2 separate regions of the Danio rerio genome follow, and region 2 is linked to region 1. The links are chromatin contacts, called in public Hi-C maps. All regions are on one chromosome and are shown on one strand. Each heading gives the region's core, a stretch centred on a gene start, on an enhancer-like site or on the middle of the called end of the contact. The rest is flanking DNA. Distances are from core to core; before and after follow the strand shown.

The links. A called contact is a pair of places that touch in the nucleus more often than the background predicts.
Region 2: a Hi-C map of hematopoietic stem cells shows a contact between it and region 1, with 2.4 times the contacts expected there. The contact joins the promoter of tmem254 here to the promoter of nkx6.2 in region 1. A contact is called at or near these places in 3 of 18 Hi-C or Micro-C datasets (caudal fin, hematopoietic stem cells and an unstated tissue).

What each region holds. Positions count from the first base shown.
Region 1 is chr13:55,869,915-55,872,779 of GRCz12tu, reverse strand. nkx6.2 (NK6 homeobox 2) reads right to left here and starts at 1,496. Exons shown (of 3, transcript NM_001135784.2): 1 at 831-1,496; 2 at 334-506. The coding sequence starts at 1,245.
Region 2 is chr13:56,298,538-56,301,402 of GRCz12tu, reverse strand. It overlaps tmem254 (transmembrane protein 254), which reads left to right and starts at 1,433. Exons shown (of 4, transcript NM_200370.2): 1 at 1,433-1,659. The coding sequence starts at 1,573.

The sequences.
Region 1 (2,865 bases), core at 247-2,746:
GTGTCAAAACTGTAGTTTAAATTTAATTAGCCTTAAAAAAGAAAACTTGTAACGTTAACAACACATTTTTATTTAGAGCGTACATGTAATTAAGAGCAAATATTTGTTTCCTATTTTAAAGTAATTAAAAAGTTGAGCAGGGTTTTCGTAAAGCAAAGGCCTAAATGTGTCCTAATGACAACAAAATTGTTAGGAAAACATTATTAGTTATCCGCAATTATCCGCGTCCTAAATTAACGGTGCGACCTCTCATCTCTCTGCTTTGCAAACTTATTGGTGGTTTTCAGCTGTGAGAAGTTAAGTCTTAGATTGATCTGGGAGTTTTGTGTTTACCTTGACTTGGCTCTCGGTCATTCCCAGAGAATAGGCGAGTCTGGCTCTCTCCGGACCGGCCAGATATTTGGTCTGCTCGAAGGTTTTCTCCAGTGCGAAAATCTGCTGTCCTGAAAAAGTCGGTCTGGAATGTTTCTTCTTGCCATCTTTGTCCAGCATCATGTTTGCTTGGGCTGAAGAAGAAGAAAAAAACGAGACACGGTCAGCTAATAAACCCACTCAACTTCATGAGAGATTGCGCTGTCATGTCACTGAGAGCCAACAAGTGTCAAACACCACACTCTGTAAATAAAAACATGCTGGTTAAAATATGAACAAAACCGACTTCTCGGCTAGTTTAGGCAATTAACGCATAGCGCAGATTTAACGCACTGGTTGCATTTGTGGACATTTCGCAATAAATGTGGGTTTAAATAACACAGCGTTTTAAAAAAGTACAATAAAATATTCCAACTCGAGGATCTAAGCTTGATTTCGATCAAGCGCGCAAAACTCACCCGCACAGGGAACCCGCGGGTCTCTCCACGGCGAGCCTTGCATCATTCCCGGCCAGAATATGGGCGCCCGCCCGGGCAGCTCCGTCAGCGGTTTGGGGTATCTAGAAACGGCCGCCGGGTTGAAGTACATCCCGGCTGAAGTGGCCAATCCGTTGATCCTAGGGAAACCCGAGAGCAGCTGTCCTGCAGTGGTGATGGGTCTGCCCAAAATATCGCTTATTCCATGAGGCGTCCCCAGCGGGATCTGAGAGTTCAGGTTGCCGAGAGAAGGAGCCTTGAAGCCGGCGGGACTCTGCAGAGCGTACGGGAATAAAGAGGTCTTCATCTCGGTCATGTTGTGCAGCGCAGCCAGTGGAGTGCTGCCCAGGACGAACGCACTCTGCCGGTTACTATCCATCTGTCCCACCGCTAACATTGGTGCGCCGGAGCCACAGGACAAACCGCGGAGAAACAAAAACCAAGAACACAGCACACACAAAGTACAGCAAATAAAGTTTGACAGCTCATCCAACTGAACTTTCAACTGGAGGCGAAACTTTGCAAATGTTTCCCACGCGCGAGTGAGTTTCCGGAGCGCAATCCAATCGGCGGTGTTCGGCAGATCTGACGGCCGCTTCGAGTGCAGCGTGTTCCCCGCATCTGAGGTGCGATTCCCCGGTCAATGCGCTCCGGCAGCGACGACGAGCTGATAACCTCGCCGCCACCTGCGAGCGCGACTCCCCTATTGGAAGACTCTAAGTGACGCCACGCTGTGATTGGAGGACGCGCGGCGGGGAATTTGCATGCGCGCAAACGCCACAAAGCCGCACTCCATCAAGCTCGTATTGAAGCGGCATTAATGACGCGTCGCACTGTAGAAATCATTGTTTCTGCGTTTGACACAATAGACGCGTTTACTTTATGACGCCGGTGGCAGAGTAAGTACATTAACCTCATACAGCTGTGTCTAATCATATTAATAAGCGCTCGGTCGTTTGTTTAGCTTAGTCCATATACTGATGTTTAACAGATAATTAGCGCTCGCATATCCATCCATCGCGTTAGATGCAGTAGATAGTAATAAAGTGCGATTAAAGTATCGCGTCTTATTACTTCGCATCGTGCGTGTTTTTTTAAACATCAATATTGCATGGGGAAAATAGGCTATTATTTAATCGCGTCCTCTGTTTTGTATATCTCAGGTTATTATCAAACGAATAACTTAATATTTGCATGTTTAACATATTGCAATCTTTTATTTCAGTCTAAGTTTTAAAAGCAGACGAGTTGTTACTAAACCACTACTCAATTAATCATTTAAAATAATGTATAACACGAGTTGTTTGGTGTATAATTTAACGCATCCATTAGCGCGTGTTTTTCCCCATGCAGGGTGTTTTTATTATCAGTTTTAATCTTAATATATGCTGATAATATCTGATTCTCCACTGCATTTCTTTTCTTCTGCTCTGAGATCATTCATTCCTTCATTTAGCCGAGCTGATGTAGTACATTGGCATTGTTAAAACAACAATGCCGCATTTCTCCGCGATCTCTCCGTGATCTTGACTGGAGTGTTTTCTGCTGTGTGTTTTGTGGAGACAGACAGAGATCATCTGTTTAAGTGCAGCGCTCATGTTTTATGGATCTGCGGGGATGAAATATGACCGTGGCGAATTTAAAAGGGTTCAACATTATTTAGACCTTCATCAAAACAACGAGAAAGCAGAAACGCGCCGTGTGAAATATGACGATGACTTTACACATTTTCCATTAAAACAATACGAGCTTAAATGACATAAATAACAATCCAGTTATTTATTCATTCTGTGGGTTAACAGATAAAATGATTGCGACAATGCGGGTTTTGCGGATATTATCTAGCCTATATTTGTTTTACATTTATAAACTTATTCATTAATATAGTGACTATTTTTTAAATGTGTCGCCCAAACAAATAACATAATTCAAACCAATTTAAAGTGGGATATTTGATTTCCGATTTCACCTGTAATTTTACATGAATCGCTTATTGTAATGTGGTTGTAACTACTAA
Region 2 (2,865 bases), core at 184-2,683, 430 kb before region 1:
GTTGCTATGGTAACAACTATAAAAATAATCTTATGGTGAATCTTGAATTTTTATGGTAACACAACAACATTAGCATTTGATCTGTTAAGGTGAATTTATAGTTGCTATGGTAACAAAAACCTAATCTGTTGGTGATGATTCTATAGTTGCTATGGTTACAGCTACAGTAATTCATCTGTTGTGATTTCATGGTTGCTATGGTAACTAAAACTATAGTAGTTAATCTGTTGTGGTGATTCTATAGTTGCTATGGATTCTATAGTTGCTATGGTAACACAATAACTACATAAACAGTTTCCTGTGACTGTAGGGTATATTATACATCAATACACCACAGTTTCCTGTAGTGAAGACTAAAGTATGCTACAGTATTTATTACGGTTTATCAGTTCACTATACTGTAGTTAGTAGTGCAGTATGCTGGAGCATGTGTTAATAAAGAGTTGCTATAGGAAATGCTATAGTATAATATAATAACACACCTGACTATAGTATGGTTGTAAATAACTACAGTATTTATTATAAAGCACTACAGTATTGTTCATGTGGGTGACAGCAGCTCCAAGTGCTCTTGAGCGTCACTTTCTGAATGCCTTGATTCTAGAGATCAGACTGAAGCTCATCATTTGCAGACGAATGAAGGATTTGAAACTTGACTTTTGTCCACACTTTAGCACATAATACTGCCTGAAGATGGATGTTAATCATTAATCTTCATCTGCTCCCGTTCCTCTGGGCTGTTAGAGGCTGAGAGTAACACTGGTTCTGATGTACTGTGTGTGATTTCTGTTTTCCGACACAGCAAATGTACAGACCTTTTTCTAATAAAATGGATCTTGTCATATTTATTCCTCTGTGTCTAATGGAGTTCAGAAAGACATTAAATTACACATTCAATTGTATTTTATTAACCTCTCGCCCTCACAGTAATGTCAAACCCGTAACCACAACAAGAATTAATTATTTATTCAATTACACATTAAATTCTATTTTATTAATATCTACTCCAACCCTAATCCCTCACAGTGATGTAAATACAGTATTTATAACAAGAATTATTTATATTATTTACTAAAATACACATTAAATTATATTTATTAATGTCTACCCCTGCCCTAACCCCTCACAGTGATGTAAAACAGTCATAATACAGATTATTATTCAAGTTAATTATTAAATTGCCCATTTAATTGTATTTTATTTACATCTACCTCTGCCCCAACCCCTCACGTGAATATAACGAGAAATATTTATTAATTAATTATATATTATATTTTATGAACATCTACCCCTCAGAGTAACGTAAAAGCAGTCATTATAGCCAGAAATATTTATTAAATTACCCATTAAATTATATTTCATCAACGTCTACTCCTCACAGAAACGTAAAACGTAATAACATTACAGGACTTTTATTGTGTGGCGCCATGTCACTTCCTGTACTCCGCGATCTCTATGGTGACTGGCTGATTGACGGCTGAGAGAGACGCGTCCAGCTCCGCTCATGTTCGTTTATTTAAGTTAGTTTAGTTTGATTAATTGGTGTAGTTAATTAAGTTTACAGTGTTCATCATGGCGAAGACTGACGGCAGCTCGTTCTTCAGGAGGACCAGTGTGTTCTGGATGCTGACGGTGAGCCTCGCGCTGGCCTTTTACACGGTAAGAGAAAACTTGATCAATTATTCAGCAGAAGCAGCCAAACTGAGGATAAACTGACCCACAACATGCCCGAGCTGTGCATACCGTCAGCGTGCTTGAGCTGTGTAGATGATCTGAGAATTCATGAAGAGAAGAAGGAGTGAACTTTACCACAGTGCCAAAGTTTACTACAGTACACACACACACACACACACACACACACACACACACACACACACTGCACGAGGGGTCAAAGTCCCGCTGAACACATTTATATGCCTGTATATATTCGTGTGTAATGATACACATACAGAACTGTGTGGGTTATTTAAGAATTGTAATCAGGTATTAATTACAAATAACTTAAAATGTGTAATCAGTAATATCATCGCTCAGATTAAACATGAGGTAATCTACTTTTCTCTAGACTACCTTTGGATTGCTTTTAAATTACTTTTGTGCTAACACTTACTTTTGTGCTACATGATGAAAACGAGTTAGTCCTATAATCTTTTAGATTACTCATTTAAAGTAATTGAATACTTTTGGATTACATTTAGATTACTTTTGTGTTAGAATTACTTCTGCTTGTTTACATGGCAAAAAAGGTATCAGTAATATAATCTCTCAGATTTCACATTTATGATAAAGTAATTGGATTACTTTTGGATTACATTTAGACTACTTTTGTGTTAACCATTGTTTGATTACATGGCAAAAAATAATCAGTAATATAATCTCTCAGATTACACATTTAAAGTAATCTGACTACCTTCGGATTACATTTGGATTACTTTTGTGCTAACACTTATTTGATTATATGATAAAAACTGTAATCAATAATAATCTCTCAGATTGTACATTTATGGTAAAGTAGTTGGATTACTTTTGGATTACATTTAGATTACTTTCGTGTTAGGATTGTTTGGTTACATGGGAAAACTATAATCAGTAATATAATCTCTCTGATTGCACATTTATAGTAATATAATCTGACTACTTTTGAATTACGTTTGGATTACTTTTGCACTAACCCTTGTTTGATTACATGGTAAAAAGTGTAATCAGTAATATAATCTCTCAGATTACACATTTAAATTAATTTGACTATTTTTGGATTACATTTAGATTACTTTTGTGTTACCATTGTTTGATGACATGACAAAAAAGTAATCGGTAATCTAATCTTTAAGACTACTCGTTTAAAGTAACCTGACTACTTTTAGA